2 separate regions of the Mus musculus genome follow, and region 1 is linked to region 2. The links are chromatin contacts, called in public HiChIP or PLAC-seq maps. All regions are on one chromosome and are shown on one strand. Each heading gives the region's core, a stretch centred on a gene start, on an enhancer-like site or on the middle of the called end of the contact. The rest is flanking DNA. Distances are from core to core; before and after follow the strand shown.

Region 1 (5,312 bases), core at 1,713-4,212, 550 kb before region 2:
AGAGGAGAAAAACCCAGATTTGTCTTATTGGCATTGTTTTCTTTAAGGATACAATGAGTAACGAGTAGCTGGCACTTTGAGTGACAAGCATCAAAACATTACTCAACACAACACAACGTGCAAAACCTCACAGGAGAGCACTAAGACAGAACCGAAAGCTGGAGCGGCGGTGCAAGCCTTCAACCACAGCACAGGGGAGGCAGAGGCAGGCTGATTCAGAGCTATTCCAGGACAGCCAAAGCGACATAAAGAAACCCTGCCTGGGAGGAAAAAAAAAGAAAAAAAAGAAAAAGGCAAGAAAAAAAGTAAGACTGTCAGGTAGGTAAACCATAAACAAATAAGGGGAAAATGTGACTTGGTAGATCTAGTCAGCAGTCAGGTAGGCACAACTGTTGAAACCTCTGAATGGGTTGAGATCTTATAGGCAGTGTTAAGGGTTTAGCAATAATGCCACGTAACAGTAAGTACTCAACTAAAGACAGCTAATTCTCCCTGGGACTTCTCTTGGAGCAAAATACAAAAAAAGGCCTCAGGATACATCCTAACTCTTCTTCCTCACCTTCCTCAAGTGTAAGGCGAGAATACATCTTTTCAGAAACAGGGCCCTTCTAAATGCTGCTGAATAAGTCTAGCTCATGAGAACAGTTCCCTTCCACTACTTTGACAAATAGAAATGGCAAATGATTACCTATCTAGCTTCTTTCCAGGACTATATCTTTTCAGCTATCTTCCATGGTCTGGAGTAAGCAAGCAAGCAAGCCTGTGTTTCAGGCTTCAAGTCTTTTTTTTTTTTTTTCTCGAGACAGGGTTTCTCTGGGCAGTCCTGGCTGTCCTGGAACCCACTCTGTAGACCAGGCTGGCTTCAAGAAATCCACCTGCCTCTGCCTCTCAAGTGCTGGGATTAAAGGCCTGTGCCACCACTGTCCAGCTGTGGCACTCATTCTTAATTTTTTTTTTTTTTTTTGCTATCCTGTAGCTCTGGCTGTCACAGAGATTCCCCCACTTTTGTTTCCCAAGTGCTGGGATTAAAGCTGTGTACCATGACACCTTGCTGGGACTCATCCTTCCTGTCTCCTGAGTACAGGAACCAAAGGCTTATTCTATTAAAGACAAGGTCTCTAGCCCAGGCTGGCTTCAAATGTTCTATGTAGGATGACTTGAATCTCCTGCCTCCGCCTGGGATTATAGGCTTTCGATATGGAGCTGGAGACTGAAACCAGGGCTTTGTGCACAACAGGCAAAAGCATACTACCAAGTTAAGTAATCCTGACAATTAGCTCCCTAAACCTTGCTTGGCTAAATCAATCTATCAATCTGGCAAGGCACCCAGCTAAAAGCTCAGTGGTAAGTTTGATTTCTGGCTGCTTAGTTAACTGTGTTACAGCTCAGCTGACTTTTGGATGAGATCACTAAAAGCAGCACTGTCCATGAGTGTGAACCATGAGCACACCCTTTAATCTCCTTTCAGCCAAGTCACAAAAGTTAGTGAAACCTTTCTTATTTTTTTTAGAAACAAGAACTGGGAAATGAGGCTCTCGAGTTCAAAGGTCTGTCCTGGTCTACTTCCAGGACAGGCAAGGCTACACGAAGTAACACTGAGCCCAGTATACTCAACAAGACCTCTACCATTCACAAGTACTGACAGTCCAAAATTAAAGGCTTTTTCCCCCCTATTGAAACATGGTCTCACTAGGCAGCCCTGGCTAGCCTAGGTTGATCAAGCTAGCCTCAAACTCTGACTTGCCATCTGAGTGCTGGGATTAAAGGCAGTGTGTGGGTCCCAAAACTAGTTTTTAACAAAATGAACATTACCTTTGTAACATATAATCAACATAAAATTACTAAATTTCTTGTGGGTTTTCTATACTAAGTCATTTAAATCTGGTATGTACTTTTGGGGTTTGGGTTACTATTCAAGTGCTTCATACCAGTGACAAAGGGTAGAGATCACCCTTGTGCACCCGCACCCCGACCTGCTGGAATGTACTTTATGAAACAGGCAGAACCCATTGTTAAGCAGTCTACAAATTATGAACTGCGGCGTAAGCGAACTCTTTGCTGGGTGTGGTCGAGTGCTAGAAAGCAAAGGTGAGGGTCTCTGTTCACTCAAGCTCAGGTAACAGCTCAGGACCTTGGTCACCTCTCCCATCCTCCGGAAAGGTGTGCGTCCAACAGTCAGAGAGAGGAGAAAACAAATGGTTAAATCTCGAGCAGAGGGCGTCTTGGCAATCTGAAAGCACTCTCTACATATAAAAGCACATCGGAGACACAGTGCCTACGAAGTAACACAAGGTAGAGAAAGCAAGCCTCCACCACGTCTCTACCATCAACCATAACCTTCCCATATCCTCTCCCGCTGAGCTCCGTAACCGTGCTCGGTCCATCCTAGGACGGATCCTCAATGCCCAGAACTGAGAACTGCACACTGGATTCCGACAGACACTCGTGGAAAGAGATCTTTAAAGGAAACCAACCTTTTAGGCCGGCTCGCAATCTGCACCGTCCGCTCCGGCCACAGACATCGACCTCGCCTCCCACCCTCTTTCTCCACTCACTACTCAGGTCGGGCCCGGTGTGGCGAGCCTAGGTCTCCAGCCTGACAAGAAAACAAGAGAAGCGGCAGGGCTCGCAGCTGCTGGAGTCCTGCAGGCTAAAGCGGGTCGCCGCCGAGCGAACCGTGCGGGATCACCCTTCCGTCGGTGACCGCCTCGACCACTTCCGGGCCGCGGCCTCGACACCTCCCACTCCGCCCGACCTGAACCACACTCTCTCCTCGGGCTCTGTTCCTCGCCGGCGGGCCTCTGCCGCACTGAGGAACGCAACCGGCTCCACGATGCGCCCCGCCAAGCCTGGCAGAAGGTCCCCGGAGGTCGGATGCAGCCGGATTCCTACCCCGACTTACATCTTCCCAAGGCCGCCACCTCCTCCCGCTCTTCTCAGACCAGGACGCCGGCGCAACTTTGTCGTCAGAGGTGAGAAGCGGGAAGGCGCAGCCGTCGTCGCGCGACGATGACGTAAGCACACTCAGCCAATGCAAGTTAGCGGTGGAGGACTAAAGGACAGCAACTGTGTGTGGGCGGAGCGTCGTAGCGCCTACGGTCCCCCCCCCCGCCCCCCCTCCCCGACTGGTCTAAAGTTTCCTGGACTTGTTTTGCTCATTCTGAAGCGCGCGATGATTGGCTGACCGGCACCAGAGGTTTGTGCTCTTTGGCGCCTACCGGATCTGTGTGGATGGAGCTACTCGGGTTGCCTCTGCTGTCATTAGGATCTAAGGCACCCTGCTGAGGCCGCGTTATTGTAGTAAAGGGACAGGCTGGTACGGACGGTGAGTTCCTATGGTCAAGTCTCTGGTAGTTAGTGGTGATTGCATAGATATGGTCTCTGTGCTGGTGGGATACAGCTGACTGGGTGTAGCGGGCGGCCGATGAGGCCAGAAAGGAAAAAAGTTTGAGGAAATGTTGAAGGAGGTTTCTCCCAGGAGACATTTCTGACAAGAATGCGTGGGGCAGAAGGAACAGCAAAGGCGTTCAGGATCGCTGGGAGAAGAAGAGGCACGCTAGTCTATACCGGGGTTACGTCAGTAACTTCTTAGCAAGGACATAGAGGATCTGGTCTCTGCACGAGGCTAAAGAGTAGCACCCGCCGTAGTGCCCCGCCTCCCGACTTTGCCAACACATTCTTTTGTTTGTTTGTTTGTTTGTTTTGTAGCCCTGGCTGTCCTGGAACTCACTCTGTAGACCAGGCTAGGCTGGCCTAGAACTCAGAAATCTGCCTGCCTCTGCCTCCCAACTGCTGGGATTAAAGACGAGCGCCACCGCCCGGTTTGCCTAGCACATTCTTGCTCCGTTATTTGCGGAAGAAAGGGATATGCACACAATCCCCGCGGTTATCTAAGTAGATTTGAGGCAGGAACGAAGAAAGAGGAACAGAGCTAAGGTGAGCTTCAGGAGGAAGGTACAAAGGTGACTTAGATTTGGATTACATATTGCTGTGAAAGATAGGAAAGTGGCCAATGTGCACTTTGGTGATCCCGGAGAGATGGAGAGAAGAGATTATCTCGGTCCAAGGAGCTGGGTGTGTCCTGTGGGACAGTCAGGAAGAGGAGCCTGCTTCTGAAGTCTGCTTTCCTGAGGTATTCATTTTTTGGGGTGGGGTTAGCAGATCTAGACAGTTTGGTCTGGTACCCTTGTTGGATTTAAGATTATTTAATGTATAGGATATTAGGGATAAGCTGATTTTCTTGCATTGCTGTTGTGTCTGCTGTGGTCAGACATGAGTGGTAAGTGGATGCTAGCTGTTCTCTGGTGGAACGGAACAAATAAACGATGACCCTCACTTACATCATCCAGTCTGGGTTATTCACACTAGAAAGGCTGAGAGCCAGTAGCTTTCTAAGAAACTACATGTCCTTGTAGTCTTAATCTGGTGCTGAAATCATGGCGGGTTCCTGGTCTTCAGCACTAGTTGGAAGGCTGAAGAAGCTGGGCCCTGATGTCAGTGAAAGATGGCAGCAAAAAGGTAGACGGACTAGTGAGAGAAAAGCCACAAAAGCAAATCTCGCACTGCCTACAAAGACACTGGGAAGTGCTGGTCAGGTTCAGGTTGGGCCTTCACACTTAATCACAAAGCTCCCTCACCGGTGTGCCCCGAGGTGCGTTAATTCTGAATCCAATCAAGTTGACAACCAAGATTAACCATCTCAGTGGGTCAGAAGAGCAGTGGTCCAGGGACTTCAGCCGGTTCTTGTAGGGAAAGGGCCCTGTGATGATGTAGTAATGCTCACACAGGGAGCATGTACCATTCTGTGAAGATTAATGGTGTCTGTGATTAGAGAGGCTAATAGAGTTTTTGGTCCAGAACAGCACGGACACCCTAGAAACCCTAGAAATCTGGGGTCACCCCAGATGGCTGGTGAGGACCGAAGAAGCTGGGCTAACAGCTTCTCCCCTGCTTTTCCCCTAATGTTCAAAGTAATTTAATTTGGCATGTATGTAAGTATGTAATTTAATTTGGCACATGTGTAAGTTTTTTTTTTTAAGATTTATTTATTATTATATCTAAGTACACTGTAGCTGTCTTCAGATGCACCAGAAGAGGGCATCAGATCTCATTGTCTTTGGAAGAGCAGTCGGTGCTCTTAACCACTGAGCCATCTCTCCAGCCCACGTATGTAAGTTTTAACATAAATTAAATCTAAAGCATGATTTACTCAGAGGTGTTGATAAAAATTTGTTGCTAAGCCGGGTGTGGTGGCGCACGCCTTTGATCCCAGCACTCGGGAGGCAGAGGCAGTTGGATTTCTGAGTTCAAGG
Region 2 (6,124 bases), core at 1,623-4,122:
CCACAAACACACATAAATTTTTTGCTGTTGTTTTGTTTTTTTTTTCAAGACAGGGTTTCTCTCTGTAGCTCTGGCTCTCCTGGAACTCACTCTGTAAACCAGGCTGGTCTCGAACTCAAAAAGATAGGCCCACTTCTGCCACCTGAGAGCTGGGATTAAAGGTGCCACCACTGCCTGTCCCTTCCGCCTTTTTAAATAAATGTTCTTAAAACAAAATAAATAGATGCAATCCCTCTAAAGGAGGCTGGAGAGATGGTTCAGAAGTTAAGAACACTTTCTCCATCATGAGGACGAATTAGGATCCCGGTATTACTGAAAGGTTCACAAACACCTCTAACTTCAGCTCCTAGGGATCCCACACCCTCTTCTGTCCTCTGTGGGCATCTGCACACACACGCACATCACTGAGACATGCGTGCACACATACAAATCAAATCAAATACTTCAAATCCCTTTCTTAAACCTACACTCTTGGGCTAGGGAGCTAGCTCTAAAGGACCCAAGTTCAATTTCCAGCACCCGTATGGCAGTTCACTAATGCCTATAACTCCAGCTCTAGGGGAATCTGAGACACGCACCTGCAGGCAAAACACTCATATATATAAAAAAAAATAAAATAAAATGAAGTTTTTTTTTTTTTAAATTATGCCGTTGCCTTGATGCACCAGGGTCCCCAAGCCTGCAAGCCAAGCACGTGACCTGCAGGGAAGGAGCCGAATCTATTACTACGACGCTGGTTAGGGGGCATTGCAGAGATGGACCAGGTCAGAGAGAACTGAGCAGGGTCACTCCAGGATGTAAGAGCTAGGGCACCTAGAGGGAAACCGTTCTCAGTGCTCCTTGGGGTGGGGGTGGGGGCTTTGTGCAAGGGTTCCTGCTGAGCTGCAGGCAGGCACGTGATTAGACCTCCAAAGGGATTTCAGGGGTGCACCAAGAAGGAGTGTGCACAGTCGGAATTTTGGGTGGGTGGAGCAGGCAGAGTGAGTGTGTTTCCTGTCTCTCACTGATGATTGATTGGTGCCTGCCAAAGTGGGTAGATCATAAAAGCTGTGTTGTAGAAGCCATCCTACAGGCCCTATGAGGTCCCCACCCCTTCAGGCCTCCCTGGCACCTCTGAGTTCCTGTCTGGGAGGAAAGGACTAGCTCCTGTCCTTCTTGCAAGCAGAAGTAAGGAAAATAAACAAGAAAACGTTGAGTGAGCGAGAGGGGGCTCCGTGGGGCCTCAGAGCCCAGGGAGGGAGGGCTAATGTGAAAGGTTAGGGTAGTGCCCCTCTCCCCAACCCGTCTGTACCCAGCCTCACTCTCATCTTCTCCAATAGCCCCCCAGCCGGTCACCCAGCAGTCAGTTCGGTTCTCAAACTTGTACGTGGAGTTCAGGAGGCAGATGGGCTGGATGAAGTTATTGTAGGTGACTGGAGATGACAGCTTCAGCAGGGCTATGTCATTGGGATACTGCTCCGAGTACTTGGGGCTCAGGAAAATATCTTCTATTTGGTAACGGTTGGAATAGGCCTGTAGGTTCCAGAGAGATGGCCTGGATGTCAGCTCACCAAACTGGACTGTCCAGTCAAAAGGATCGTTATCCCTGACAGAGAAGGAGAGAGCAGTTCAAGCCACCTGAGCTCAGCTGGGCCTCTCTCTGAGGCGACGACTACCTCACGTTCATCCTTAGCATAACTGCCCAGTCCTTATGGGCCAAAAAGCCTCCTATAGGGGCCACAGAACCCAGAGAGGCTGGGCAAGAGAGCCCTTGCTCCCGGGCACTGAGTGAAGAAGCAGAAGAGTGGCTACCCCAGTGGTCCTGTGTCTGTTGGAGTAGTCCTAAAGACAGAAGGTGAGTCAGCCTAGGGGAGCCCCCAAAGGAGCTGTAGTCCCCAAAGGAGCTGAGCAAGTGTGGGGACTAGTGTAGGGATATTTGGGAAGGACTTGAAGGAAAAAAAGAGCAGTCAAAGCACTCAAAGGGAATGAGAATGTCCTGAAAGAACATTCTAGAAGAACTGGAAGAGGATTCCCTTTCAGGGGCAGTAATGTAAATCTTACAGATCTAACCCATTTCAGCTACTCCTGAGGCTGCACTAAAAAGCTTACCCAGGTGTCAAACTCAGGGCCAAGGTTACTAACCTTCCCACCCCTCAGCTGCCCAGGCTTGACTCCAGACTCACTTTTGGAAGCAGTGGGCAGCTGTAAGCACCCAGCGGCGGTTGAGCAAGGTTGCGCCACATAAGTGGTTGCCCCATACACGCAGGCTCCCTTGCCACGGCCAGCGGCCAAGCTCAGCATCATCGCCACCCACTATACGGGAAGGGATGGTCCTGTGACCGCAGGGCCCTGTGAGGAGGATCAGACCGGAGCAGAGATTTTTTTTTCCCCTCCCACCCACCACCACTGACACTTTTTAAGCCACGGGCAAGGAAAGGGAGGGACTTCCTGAGGGTCTGCTGGGACACCCTCCATATGATCGGTGTGCACCTGCCCCCAACACCCCCACCCCGGGGCAGGGGTGTGCGTTATTATCAAACACAGTTGAGTTCTCGATCCTGGGGCAAAGGAGAGGAATACTTGAGGTGCACCCCCGACGCAGGCCCACCACGCAGGAAAACACGTTCTGAGCACCTTACCTGACAATAGGTCGGGTTCCTGCAGTTCTGGGTGGAAGGGAGAGAAGAATAAGCGACACTTCGCCCTCACTTCCCCATCTGCCTGTCACTGCCCCCAGTCTCACAACAGTACCCCCAGAGCAGCTCACCGGGTTTCTCAGGATCCACCTGCAAATAGGTTGACTGTAAGGCCATCGCCGCAGTCGCCACAACCACCAGCAGTGGCACCAACGTCTTGCCCCGCGCGCCCATGGCCACCTCTCCTGCCACCTGGCACCCCCTCTTACTTCCTGCTACGCCAGGCCCGCGCCCACTCTGAAGAAGACGCCAATCCCTAGGCCCAAGGATTGTCTGGGGACCGTGGTGTCCTAACACTGTCTTCCAGGGCATCCATTATAGCTGTTGGTATGGCACAGCAACCTTAGTGAACGGGAGCAGTCCTTGTGTATTCTGAGCTCAGTGGGTGGCGGTTGCCTCCCCTGTTGCCTTCTGCCCCCTGCCCACGACTTCCTTCAGGATCAAGCTTAGCCAGAGATCCCCTCAGTTAGGTCCATGAGTAATACTTCTGAGGCCTGTCCCTGTTGGGATCAGCCAAGAACTTGCTCCTTCACAGGACTATATTGGCAAAACCGAGGCACCTGTGCTTTCTCCCTTAGCAGGCCAGCCCTGAGCCCTGCCGCCTTCGGCTACTGCTGCTTCTCTTTAATAGCCTTCCTCCTTGTCGCGTCTTTTTAAATATAGTTTCTTTTCTTTTTTCTTGTTCTCTATCTTTGTTGGTTTTGTCGTTGTTTGTTTTTCTTTTCGAGTCAGTGATTTATTTTGCATCCCACACTGGACACAAGTCTATGATTCGACTAGGTTTACAGACATGTGCCTCCTAGAATTTCTTCACACACACACACACACACACACACACACACACACACACACACACACACACACGTAAAGACTATCAAAAGATTTTAAGACTATCAAAAGATTATGAAGAGATATTATTATTTTGTTTTTCCATACAGGGTTTCTCTGCATAGCCCTGACTATCCAAAAACTCACTCTGTAGACCAGGCTGGCCTGGAACTCACAGAGATCTGCCTGCATCCTGGCTGGAATGAAAGGCGTGCGCTACCACCACCCAGCAGAGAGAAAGTTTTTAATTAAACATTTATTTTTCTCCTTTTTTGTGGGGCTTGTTTGGTTTTAGGGTTTTGTTTTGTTTTGCTTTTGTTTGTTTGTTTGTTTGTTTTATGGGGTGTTTGGTTGGTTGGTTTTGAGGCAGAGTCTTACTACAATAGCTCTGTCTGTCCTGGAACTCTCTATGTAGAACATGTTGGTCTTGAAGTCACATTGATCTTCCTGCCTCTGCCTCATGAGTGCTGAGACTAAAGCCATATGTCACCATGTTCAGTTTATTTTCTCTGAAAAAAAAAATTGCTTGTGAGTGTGTGTGTGTGTGTGTGTGCACGGGCTTCCACACGTGCATGCGCAACCATTTACATGTCCATATCGGAGAGGCAAAACCAGGGATTTAAGGCATACGGTGCCATGCCTGGCTAGCATGGGCTTAGTACATGCAGACATGGTGCAGCAATCAGACTAGGTTAAATGGTTAGATCCATACCATTCACCGTTTCTTTGTGCTGGAAATTTTCTCTCTACTATTCTGAAACAATGGTTGTTGCCCATAGTTCACCCCTCATGTTTTGGTACTTTAGAAATTACTCTTTCTACCCTGGGCCCCATCACTCAGCCCTCTCTCCACCACCCTCCTCTGCGGCACCCCTGACTCTGGCTACCTCTCTCTGGTTCTACACTTTGAGATTAACTTTTATGGTATTTGATTTTTGTTTCGGGTTTGTTTGATTGTGATGAGATGAACCTCGGGGCCTTGTACACGCTAGGCAGGGCCTTTCCCAATAAGCAACATGCCTGGCTCTTGGTATTTATCCTGTGTCTGATTTAATTCACTTATGCAATGTCCTATAATCTCATCCATCATGTTGCTGCAAAGGACAGGATCTTGGTCTATTTGTGGCTGAATAATATTCAATTATGTGTTTGTACCACAGTCTTTATCCTGCGTCCATTGACAGATGTCCCTGCTGAGCCAGTGTTCTGGCTGCTGTTCTGGCTGCTGTTCTGGCTGCTGTTCTGGCTGCTGTTCTGGCTGCTGTTTCAGTGAACAGGTTCAGACTGAAGGTCTGGGTTAAATATTTTTCATCTTTCAATTAATTTCTTTACTAATGTACAAATGTAGGCTGTGTCAATATTTTCATCCTGTGTGCACCATTGTGCTTCATGCATGTTCTCCCACAGTCTTTGCCCCTTCCCACTTTCCCACTGGTCCCCTTCCAAGTAACAAAATCTTACTGGAGGTCTAGAGAAAGAAGGCTCAGCAGTGAGGGGCACTTGCTGCTCTTGCCTAGGACCTCAGTTTGGCTCCCAACCCTCACAGGGCAGCTCACAAACATAGGTAAGTCCAGTTCTAGGAGATTTGACCTCTGATATATGTGGTATACACACACACACATTCATGCACACATATACACACATGCATACACATACACACACGTGCACACACATACACACACATGCACACATATACACACATACATACACACATAAATACATATACATACATACACACACATACATGCATATACACATATACACATACATAAATGCATATTACACACTCATAAATACACATATACACACATACATAAATACATATACACATACATATATACATACATACTGGCAAAAAACTCTTACACATACATTTTTTATTAAAAAATAGTATTTAAATTTAGATTCCACATGAATGAAAACATGTGGTGTTCATCTTGTGGTTACCACTTCTCCTTTTTAAAAACTTTTTATCAATTCTTTGTGAATTTCACATCATGCACTCCAATCCCACACATCTCCCATCTGCTTGTATCTGTCCTCCACTCTTGCAACCTCCTCTCAAAAGAAAATAAAAACAAAATTAAAATAAAAACAGTCAACAACAAAATCTTGCCCTGGAAGCTGTAGTGTATCCTGACCCGCGGGGACCTAGTTATTCGTGGGATCGAGGGGGACCAACCCTGAAAAAGAAACAGGTGAGAAAAGGGAGTGAGACCAAGCAAATAGTTGTCAAGGTGTGTTTAATGGAGGCTGGGAGCCTGATTATAAGCACACAGTGAGAGAAAATAGGGAGGGGCTGAGGGGGAACAATCAAAGCACAGAGAGAGGGATGGACATCTGGGGCGGATGCTGAGTGCAGGCTTCAAACATCTTGCAGCTTATCTTGGAATGCCAGCTCTATCTTAACAGTCCCAGGCGCCAAGTGGAGACATGAAGGAGGGGGTGACACTGCTCCCATCAAAGGGTCAGCCGGATCTTCAGGGTGAGAGTTGTTGAGGGTCTGGTTTCCCACAGTCTGGTCTCTCACAGTCGTGTGTCATAGCGTGTCCCAGTTTATCCTTCTATCCATACATCTTTACACACATGTTCATTGCAGTGAGTCACTGGTCTGATTCGTG

What was found. HiChIP or PLAC-seq counts read pairs in DNA pulled down with a chosen protein or histone mark.
Region 1: a contact with region 2 is called in an H3K4me3 HiChIP or PLAC-seq map of embryonic stem cells, with 3 times the contacts expected there. The contact joins the promoter of Rnps1 here to the promoter of Prss21 in region 2. A contact is called at or near these places in 2 of 39 promoter capture datasets (cranial neural crest and frontonasal cranial neural crest) and 2 of 115 datasets of contacts at active chromatin or transcription factors (embryonic stem cells and pancreatic cancer cells).

What each region holds. Positions count from the first base shown.
Region 1 is chr17:24,412,325-24,417,636 of GRCm38.p6, reverse strand. Rnps1 (RNA binding protein with serine rich domain 1) reads right to left here and starts at 2,962. Exons shown (of 9, transcript NM_009070.2): 1 at 2,903-2,962; 2 at 2,475-2,596. D330041H03Rik (RIKEN cDNA D330041H03 gene) reads left to right here and starts at 3,124. Exons shown (of 6, transcript NR_033554.1): 1 at 3,124-3,325; 2 at 3,709-3,936; 3 at 5,063-5,170.
Region 2 is chr17:23,864,820-23,870,943 of GRCm38.p6, reverse strand. Prss21 (protease, serine 21) reads right to left here and starts at 2,872. Exons shown (of 6, transcript NM_020487.4): 1 at 2,747-2,872; 2 at 2,619-2,645; 3 at 2,163-2,328; 4 at 1,302-1,585. The coding sequence starts at 2,849.